Linked DNA regions of Sus scrofa: region 1 is linked to region 2. The links are chromatin contacts, called in public Hi-C maps. All regions are on one chromosome and are shown on one strand. Each heading gives the region's core, a stretch centred on a gene start, on an enhancer-like site or on the middle of the called end of the contact. The rest is flanking DNA. Distances are from core to core; before and after follow the strand shown.

Evidence for each region. A called contact is a pair of places that touch in the nucleus more often than the background predicts.
Region 1: a contact with region 2 is called in a Hi-C map of liver, with 10 times the contacts expected there. The contact joins the promoter of GTF2A1 here to the promoter of AHSA1 in region 2. A contact is called at or near these places in 2 of 47 Hi-C or Micro-C datasets (heart right ventricle and liver).

Annotation. Positions count from the first base shown.
Region 1 is chr7:104,007,103-104,012,281 of Sscrofa11.1, forward strand. It overlaps GTF2A1 (transcription initiation factor IIA subunit 1), which reads right to left and starts at 2,216. Exons shown (of 9, transcript XM_021099583.1): 1 at 1,740-2,216. The coding sequence starts at 1,769. It overlaps LOC110261640 (a long non-coding RNA gene), which reads left to right and starts at 711. Exons shown (of 4, transcript XR_002346024.1): 1 at 711-797.
Region 2 is chr7:100,507,131-100,512,537 of Sscrofa11.1, forward strand. AHSA1 (activator of 90 kDa heat shock protein ATPase homolog 1) reads left to right here and starts at 3,466. Exons shown (of 9, transcript XM_001928890.6): 1 at 3,466-3,704; 2 at 5,343-5,407. The coding sequence starts at 3,625. VIPAS39 (spermatogenesis-defective protein 39 homolog) reads right to left here and starts at 3,034. Exons shown (of 20, transcript XM_003356755.4): 1 at 2,901-3,034.

The DNA.
Region 1 (5,179 bases), core at 966-3,465, 3.5 Mb after region 2:
AAAATACCGTCTACTTAGAATTTTAATTTTTGAATACCCAGTTTGCACTAAGCCTTCTCACATTATTCATAATATCCCATACATACACGTATTGTTGACAGGAGGTCCTATGTCAAAGCTTTAGATACTTATCTACTTTGAAAAGCTTCGTGTCTCAAATATTTATTATAGGAAAAATAATGAAGTATTACGAGCTATAGTCTAACATTCCCTGAATACTTGATAAACAAAGCACTACCAAAATCAAATCCTCTACAGCTAACAGGTAATGCCTAAAGCTTTTCAAAAACAAACAAAAAACAAAAAAAAATAATGCATGCATCTTCTCAATACAGGAACAATTAAGACATCTAAGCTAAAATTCTCTTTAAAAACAAAACACAAAATAAAAAGGGACAGCAATTCTATTTTCCCCTAACAAAGGTTAAGTCCCAGCTGCTGCATCAAAACAAAAACTTAGGGCTCCTAAAGCAGCCCCGATTGGGTATGAAATTAGAGTACGAAAGGACTTGGAAATAAATTGAGCTCTACACACGCCTGCCTCTCGCCTCGAGAGCACGCACCTCCCAGCCCCGCTCTCAGCAGCTCTCACTATTTAAAGCCGGATCTGGTGTTTAAATGGAGAGGCGGTGACGTAGGCCTGAAAAGCACCTTCCCATCCTGGCAGAGTCTATATTAGAGAGCGGCAATGGCTCTATATAAACAGGGCAGCCAAAGGGAGGAGGACCACAAGGCTCAGGGACTGAAAGGCAGGGTAAGCGGCCGCAGCCATGATGGATCGACCCGAGTCGTCAACGGTACGGAGTCGGGCGGCCGCGGGCTTGTCTGCATTTGGGACCGGGCAAAAACGTGTTTTATTGTCACAATAAAAATAAGAGAGTGGGGTGGACTAGTGATCACATTGCGTTGGTGACTGAAAAGGTTATTTATGTGACTGCTTTTTGCAAACCTACGTGATCGCAAGTAAGAAAAAAGGGACAAACGGTGAGAAGTAGGCAAATTTCGAGGCGAAAGTGGGGGCACTTTGACCACTGTAAGCTTTGTTTGTTTTGGTGTTTTTGCTAGTCGAAGATACGATGGGGGGGGTTGCTTCCCCTTCGCCATTTTACCGATTCGGAAGGAACCGAGATAAGTGCTTTTCAACCTTCGTCCTTTTTTTTTTTTTTTTTTCTTAAACGTAAAATGGCCCCAGTGAAGCCTCCTAAGCACAACCCGCCACAACACCCAAAGTAACCCCCAAGTAGCCATTAGCCTTCCACTGCGTTAAAGTGGATCGCGGTGGGTCTTGGGGATTCGCCCAGTTCCCAAGACACGGTTTTTGTTTTGAGGCTGCTCGGAGAGCCCTTCTCCAGCCAGCGCGGCAGGACCCGCTTCGGGGAGGAAGCGGAGGCTCCCCTCCCGCCCTCCCTCCTGGCGGATGGGGTCTGGGGCCAGGGCCGCGCGCTCATCCCGGCCTCAACCGCCTCAGCGGCCCGGACCGCCCCGCGGCAGTTCCAGGCCCCGCCGGCACCCCCGCCCTCCCTGCCGCCGCGGCCCCGAGCCCTCGGCACCCCCCCGCGCCCGCCGCCCCGCGCCCCGGCCCGCTCCGCCCGAGGCGGGAAGCGGCGGCGGCAGCGGCGGCAGCCGCGCGGGCAGCTGAGAGTTGAGGCCGGGAGTCGCCGCCGTCCCCGCCCCCGCCCGGTCCGGCCGTTGCTGCCGCCTGAACGAAGCCCCCGCCGGCCACCGAACCACGTCCTTACCACGGTGTTTGTATTTGCCGAGTTCGCCATTTCCACACACAACACAAACAAGAGGGGGGCAAGCCCCGAGAAAACAAGATAAAAACAAAACGAAAAAAAAAAAAAAAAACACCCAGAGGGTGACCCAAGCCACCGCAAAATTGGGGGGGGAATTTTAAACAAAATCGGATCCTGCTGGATTAGAGGGGATCGGCGAGGGGAGGAAGAGGAGGGGGCAGTCCTCCCGGAGCTAAAAACTCGAGGATCGCCCTTAAAAAAAAAAAGGGCACGACCCTTCTGGGGTTTGGGGGGCGTTGCCCGCTCCCCACCCCGCGCCAAGGAGGGAAACCACCACTGGTCGCCGCTCCCCGCGCCGCCGCTGCCGCCACCGGCTGCAGCTCCAGCCGTCCGGTCCGCCCGCTTCTCCCTTTATATAGTGAGCCAACGAGCTGCGCGAGCCGCCGCTGCCGCCGCTGCCGCCGAGAGACAGGGCGGAGGGGGAGGGAGGGGCGGAAAGGGCGGGGGCAGAGGTGGGCGGGGCTGAGCGCAAGACACCGCGAGAGCCGCGTGCGCAGGCGCGCCGGGGCGGAGGCCGCCGCGAGCCGCGTCGTCACGCTCAGGGGAGGGTGTTGTGTGGGCGGGACCCGGGGACTTAAGTAGGGAAGTCCGACCGCGGTCTCCCCAAATGTCGCGTGATCACGTGGTCGGCAACCAGGCGGAAGTCTCCGGCTGCTGTTTTGGGATGAAGAACTTGCAAAGCTCTGTTGGAGAAAAGCGTGAGTTGTGGCGACGCTCGAGTCGAAACCTAGCTGATTCCGCCTCCTGTCGGGAGATTCTGAGCTGTCCCACGCTGGAGGGGCTAGGAAATGTAGGAGCTCTGGCGGCTGCCCCGCTAGGCATGGCTGTGGAAAAGGGCGGGTCACGTGGCCCGGCTTCCGGCAAAAGTTTTAAGTGCGGAGTCATCTCCGAGCGTGAGCTAAGGTCAGACTCCTAGTTGCTGAAGCGTTAGCACGCCTTGCTGAGGGTGGGCCTTTCGCTTGCAAAATTGTGTATGAGTTCCTGAAAGGGAACTGATTTGGTTCCCCTCTTACTACATTCAACAATTATTACATATTATTACATTCCACAATTAATAATCCCTGAAGCCAGCAGAGTTGTCTGTCTCCATCAGTACAACTACAAAGTCTCTTTAAATTTCCGTTCCCCAGAGTCCCGGCCTCTCCAAGCCCACTTACTTCAAATAACTTCTCAAGGTGGTAGAAATGTTAAAACTAACCCCCCAAAAAAGGTCACCACCTGGATTATGACCGCACAACTTTTCCTGGTTTTTTTTTTTTTTAAATGTTGCAAAAATTCAGTGATTCCATATGTTCAGCACGTGCTAACATCTTGAATACTTGCCCTTGACCCATCAACTCTCATGGCTGCAAGAGAGCAGGTAGAAAATGGCCATGTATTCAAGGGCAACTCAGTAGGCGTTTGACCTGCTCTGCCCAAGCTAATCCCGCCTTTATATCAGCATTTCACGCAAAACGGAATACTCTGTTTAGAAGACAGAACTCAACAGTTCCTAATTTTCTTGTCCCTAGGAATTGCGAGTGACATGGAATGCAGTCTGGACAAGTGAGGGAGTTGATCCTCAAAAAGCAAAGCAAAACAAAATGTCAAACTTATGCTCCTGAAAGAAGATTTGAGAAAGATCAGTTGCTTTTCAGTTCCCTGCACAGTGGCCTCTTTGGGAACACTGAAAGAGATAAGACCATAGGAAATCATATTGTCCTATACTATTATATAAAATTATGATTCCATCACCATTTGTAATTCATGTAATATTCAAGTGACCATTGGCCCGAAAAGTTAAATTAACCCATGTCTTTAATTTCTTACCATTTTAAGAGGACTTTTTACCTCCTTATTTAAGTAGTACTGTTTGTACATGGAATCCCTCACCTTTCACCTCTTTTTCTTCCCTATCACTTAGTATTCTTAACTAAATTGATCAAGTGTTTTGACATCAGTTAAAACTAGGATCACTGCAAACAGGACATGGGGTAGAATATATGAGATTTACTTCCCTCAGAAATATTCCTAAAGAGAATAAGGACAGGTATTCTCTGATTGGGTCTGACCTATGAAATAATTGAATATAGTTCTTGAATTTAAAAGGGGAAAAAACCTATTTATGACCTCCATTTAAGACCTTCAGACTCCTTGGAGGCTCTGCATCAGCTTCTCTTTACACACTCTAATTTGCAACAATACCTTGATTAAAGTTTTCCCAAATGTCTTCTCTTCACCCCACAGTATGACTACCAAGTAAACCATCATGGATTACATTCCAGTTTATTGTTTTACAATCTTCATTTAGCTATAGGATTTCTTCAGTTGGGATACGTTTGTGTCAGCCAGTTTAGTTTCAGAAAAAGACATTTTCTGATCTTTCACCAAAATGGTGGGTCTGAATAATTTGGAGGCTAAAGTTCATGAATTCACAAAACTGAACATTTGTGAACAGAAAACTCTTCCCATTTAAGATTGACTGTAGCATTGCACTAAATTGTTTGTATGTGAACTTTTTCTTCATTGTACCTGAAAGCTTAAATAACTGTTCTCATTTTAGCAGTTCCTTACGTGAAACATTTATACTGGCTTTTCAGTTTGTGAACTTGTACTTTGTAGTATCATGTACTTAGTTACATAATAGTGCTCTCTTCTAGATGAATCTTTTTTTTTAAATGTTTTATATTGGAGGATATAAAGTCACTTCTTTTAATATTAATATTCTGTTTTACACCTGATAACTGCCAAACAAAAGAAAAGGAAAAACTCAATGCATAAATTTTAATATACCATAAGCAAAATGACACCAAACCTTAATATGTCTAAACAGTTAAATGTTTTACTGTCCAAATGACTATTTAAGCAACAATGCCAAGAGAGAGGAAAATCTAAAGAGACTATTCATGGAAATTGGCTTAAATTAAAATAATAAATGACTAAATAAAGCAAATGATGTGGCATATTTAGGCATCATACAGCCCTTATAGGTTCAGTAGTATTGGGTTCTTTTGGAGAATACAGAAATTGAGAAGAAAGAGCATATCTCAAACTTGCTAATCCTAGTGAAAGCCTTATTGTGAAGTATACTACATAATTACAGCATTCTTTCAAGATATTAAAAACACATGTATTTCAGTCCAACCAAATGAAGTTATATTCGGGTTCACCTAATTTTGATTTGAAGTATAGTTGATTCACAATATTTTGTCAGTTTCAGGCCTACTGCCAAGTGATTGTTAATTTTTTTTCAGATTATTTTCCATTATAGGTTATTACAAGATACTGAATATAGTTTCCTGTGCAATTAGTAAATCCTTGTTGCTTATCTATTTTATGTGTCAGAGTTTGTATTTGTTAATTCCATACTCCTAGTTTATCCCTCCACCTTCCCCTTTGATAAA
Region 2 (5,407 bases), core at 2,216-4,715:
GACAAAAAAAAGAAAAAAAAAGAATTAGTCTGAAGTTCCTGCTGTAGCTCAGTGGTAAGGAGCCTGACGGAGATCCGGGTTCGATGAGATTTTGGGTTCGATCTCTGGCCTCACTCAGTGGGTTAAGGATCCAGCGTTGCTGTGAGTTGTGCTGTAGGTGACGTGACTCAGATATGGTATTACTGTGGCTGTGGAGTCGGCTAGCAGCTGTAGCTCCTGTTCGACCCCTGGCAGGGAACTTCCATATGCCATGCACCTGCGGCCCTAACAGGCAAAAAAAAAAAAAAAGAATTAGTCAAATCACTACCAGTCCCTCTCCTAACCACTCTAAAATTAATTTCACCCTGAGAGTTTGGCCTTAGAATTACAAACTAAAGTATCAATGACAACTGGATTAGAGTGAAAACTGATGTAAGCCAAGAACTAGATACCAAAACTCCCGCAGCACCAAAAATAACTCCAAAGGCTACGAAATGTCCAATTCTAAAGGCTTGATTTGCTTGTTCTTTTCTTTCAATAGCACCTTTCTCAACAGAAGCTTAAGGAACATTCATCTGGGCAGCCCCACTGAGGCTCCCAACGGCCCTTAACATACTCTGCTCTCACTTCGAGTTCAGGGGATCTAGGGACGGCAAAGGTAAGATTGAGAATTTTTAACTACCTGACCCTTTTCCATGAGGACATCACTAATTGATTTCTACTGAACCTGGATGTGTCTTAAAAATCCTTTTGTCAGAGTTCCCATTGTGGCTCAGCAGGTTAAGAACCCAGCATAGTGTCTGTGAGGATGAGGGTTCGATCCCTCCACCTTGCTCAGTGGGTTAAGGATCTGGTGTAGCCACAAACTGCAGTGTAGGTTGCAGATGCAGTTCGGATCTGGCGTGGCTGTGGCTGTGGCTGTGGTGGAGGACTGGAAGGTGACAGTTGCATCTCTGATTCTACCCCTAGCCTGGGAACTTCCATATACCACAGGTATGGCCCTAAAAAGACCAAAAAAAAAAAAAAAAAATTCTTTTGTGTATTTAATCCAGGGAGTCAAAACCAAATAAAAAGCTGGCAAACACAATGAAATCATCCCTTTTATTGGGACAAGCATAGGTTTTGTAGTCAAGCAGACCTGAACTCAAATCTTGGCCTCTCCAATTCTAGCAAACAGGTAAATAATTTTACTTCTATGCCTTGGAGAAAATGATATCCCAGCTCACAGAACTGCAGTGAGGAATAAATAGGACTCAAGAAACACCTAACAAGGTGCCTAGTATAAACACTGTTAGGACTTTCCAGTATAGTATATCTTCTGCCATCTTTCTATCTCAGCCATCTGTGAAATGGGCATAACAATAGAAACCACCTGTCATGGCACAGTGGAAACAAATCCCACTAGGAACCATGAAGTTTCGGGTTTGATCCCTGGCCTCGCTCAGTGGGTTAAGGATATGGCATTGCCATGAGCTGTGGTGTAGGTTGCAGACACAGCTTGGATCTGGTTGGCATTGCTGTGGCTATGGTGTAGGCTGGAAGCAACAGCTCCGATTCAACCCCTAGCCTGGGAACCTCCACATGCCTCAGGTGTGGCCCTAAAAGGACAAAAAGGAAAAAAAAAAGAAAAGAAACCACCTTGTAAGACTGATGTGAGGCTTAAACCAGTTTAAACACATAAGGCACTTTAGTGCCTGATACAAAATTAATGTTCAATATTTTTATTATTAATAAGTCAACTGAAAGACTTATTAATGTCAAAGGTAGAAAGAAAATCTTTCTAAGCATTCCTAAAGTTTAAAAAAAATATTATTTGACACAAAACTTCTAAGTGCCCATCCCAAACACTGAAGGTGTGTATACAGGATGTGAATGTCTCTGGTAGAGATGCCACTTTATAGAGCACTTTGTAATCCTCAGAACAACCCTTTAAGGGAGGCCTGGCAGACTCCATTTCACTGATGAGGGAAATGAGGCACAAAAGGATTAAGCATCAAAAGTATTAAGCTAATTGCTTCTATAATCCAGGTTTTCTCTCTCCTAGATCATTTCCACTTCGATTTGCATGGTCCTTTTTATCACTCTAGGGGAAACGACCGCAGGTCCTTACTATACTACAAAAAATAAATATCTGTAAGTGTCTACGAATAAGCACAGAATATGTCTAACAAATCCAATAATCCACCAGAGGACTTCTGGAATCTTTTTTAACCATGCAATGGCAATGAACACGTGACACTAGTTTGTACTTCCAGCATCAAATCAGAACCAAGATCTACTCAGTAAATAAAAAGACAATCATTTAATCGTTCTAGAATTTATAAAACCACCAGGTGCAATTTTAAGAGTGACTATGAAAGGTGCTTCCGCACGACTTAAAATACTTCAGGGCTTGTCCTTGTCACTTGTTTACTGAGAACCCACAATACTGGATAGTAGATCCGAGGGGAGAACAGGAACACGATAAGGAAAAGAAAACGGACACCCCCAAAATATCTACAACCAACACGCTCCCTGCCTCAGAACACCCCAGAAGCCAGCTACTGAGAAGTCATATTCGGATTCATTTAACATCTTCCGAGCCAGGCCTACAAAGGTGCGGCTATGAACTGAGACGAGGAAATGTGGCTTAAACTAGGAAGACTCCACGGGCCACGTCCAGGAAACACGGATCTACAGAAGCGGCCAGAGCCCAGGAGAACCCTGGTGGGGCAGAAGTTCGTTCAAAATCACCTGTTCGGGCTCATTCGCAGCCCCAACACCGAGTGTACACTGGCTCCCAACCCAGGGGTCAGGGGGACTGAAACAAGAGTCAGGCCTGGGAGGTCTGGGGACGCCTCAAAGAATAGGGGGGAAGATATGGATGCGGAGAGGCTGAACTCAGCCAGATACGTGGCCCAAGGGGTTTGGGACACCCTCACCTCTTCCACACCGAGCCCTCCCTCTCAGGTCAGCGCCAGACTCTTCCGCCGCTGGACCAGCCTTTCTACACAATCTTTGCGACATAGAAAAGGGGCGGAAGGGGATAGTCTCGGAGAGAGGCGGGAGGAGGTGTCGCAGAGGGGGAGGAACCATGAGTCAAAAAGGAAGCCACATCGCATTATGGAAGTTGTAGTTCTCGCCGCCTCGATCATCCGACGCTGCCTGGACAGACTCCGGGCCTCATGACTACAACTCCCAGAACACCCAGCGCACCGTGCTTAGGAGGTTTCCTCTACAGGTTGCACGACCTTCCGCGGTTATTTTGCAGGGTCACTGAAGACTACAACTCCCATGAGGCTCAACAGGGCAGATTAAGGGTTCAGGGAAACAGTGAGACTTGTCTTTTGGGTCTCTGCGGGTGGGGAATGGTCGTGTTGAGGGTTGCATTTCGGGCCTTTTACGGGATAACCCGAAGGAGTTAGCAGGAGCCCTAGAGCAGTGGGAAGCTAAGGTCCGACGAGGGGGAACGGAAGTACCCGGTAGGACGGAGGAGGAGCCGGAAGTTGAGGCGGGGAGGGGCGGGGGGTGGAGGGAAAAGCAAGCTAGGAGGATCTGCGGCCGCTTCTAGTAGTTTCCAGGCGCTGCCGGGCGGCTGGGACCGGGCGGTCCTGAGGCTGTGGCTGTGGCTGCTTAGGCGCTGGTGGCGGCGCGATAGGCGAGCCGATGGCTAAGTGGGGTGAGGGCGACCCACGCTGGATCGTGGAGGAGCGGGCGGACGCCACCAACGTCAACAACTGGCATTGGTGAGGGCCAGCGGGCCAGGCCGCGGGAACGCTACGGCAGGGCCGGGGTTACAGGGTCCCCGGAACCTCTGCCGGGACAAAGCTGGGGCCGAGGCATCCCTACCTGCCCGGAGATGGGCGTGGGTGTTTCTTGTTGTGGGGGTCCGTAGTTCCAGGTTCCTCTACTCTCCGGTCTCCGTTTCAGTTTGGCGGAGGGGGGCGCAGGGGGTACGACGTGGAGGGCTGCGCCCCAGAGGAGGGGTTTCAGATATAAGAGAACATAACCCCTAGCAGCTGTATTCAGCCTGGGCAGAGAGGTGCTTCCCACACGTGGCCGGAGAAGTCACTGAGACCCAAACCGTCGCGGACTGTATTCGGAGATTGCAGGGTTAGGCTGCGGAGGGTTAGGATTTCTATTTTTCCACTGACGGGTGGAATTTAAAAGTAAGTCATAGCGAACCGCTGCCTCACTCCAGAAGGCTAAGGTTTGGAACGTGTTCAGCAGGTGCTTAGAGTTCAGTGATGCTCAAGGCGCCACGGCCTCTCACCCGGAACTGTTAAGTGATTGTATTGTAATTACAGGGACTGCCCCTTGTTGCCGGGCAATCGTGGTTTTATAACCTGACCACTTGAAAGCCTACCATTCTTCATGAAATCTTCTGGAAGTAATGTTTTCTTTTAAGTCCACTGAACTCTGTTCATACTGTCTTTATTTTTACTTTGTTGTAGTTCTTTTTACTGTTTTCTCTACTTAGTAAGTTGGGAGGTAGGTAGTTTTTCTTCTCTGTATCTCAGCCCGCCACTTCTCCTCTTAACATAATGTGCTTGACTTAATTTTTTTTTGTTTCTTTGAAAGTCCTTGGCTTAACATTGATTTTCTAGCTATTTAGAGGGCGCAGAATGTGTAGAGCATTTTGTGGCACGCTTGAATTTAACAGGTCAAATACTGCTTATGAGGTTAAAATTATTGGTTTATTTCTCACTGGACCTTTTAGCTCAATAGTGCATTCTCTAGACAGTAGTGTGCTCCTGACCTCAGCAAGCTGTGCACAGTTTTCCACTTGGTCAGACGGGGGCGCCATGTAAAATTACCAAATTCCCACCCTAGCACTATCATTGCTGAGAAAGGAAAGCAGATTTTTCTTTTCTTTTCTTTTTTTTTTCTTTTTTTTTTTTTTTTGGTCTTTTTGCCATTTCTTGGGCCGCTCCTGTGGCATACGGAGGGTCCCAGGCTAGGGGTCTAATCAGAGCTGTAGCCGCTGGCCTATGCTAGAGCCACAGCAACGCAGGATCCTAGCCGCATCTGCAACCTACACCACAGCTCAGGGCAATGCCAGATCCTTAACCCACTGAGCAAGGCCAGGGATCGAACCCACAGCCTCATGGTTCCTAGTCAGATTCGTTAACCATTGAGCCACGACGGGAACTCTGAAAGCAGATTTTTCCATTTAGTTTGTAATCATTCTGTACAGCAGGTGTCTTTATTGGCAGTATAAGACTCTGGTCTTCCTGAAAGAGTAACATGTTTGTGGACATGCAGGAGTGGGACTGAGTGTTTTGTGTTCCTTTCTGGCCTCTGTTAGCCTTGAATGCTTTCGCATAGAGTAAGTAATCGCCTTCATTTGGCTGCTGGTCCATAGCTTTGTTTTTATTTTGCAGGACAGAGAGGGATGCTTCAAATTGGTCCACAGATAAGCTGAAAACACTGTTCCTGGCAGTGCGGG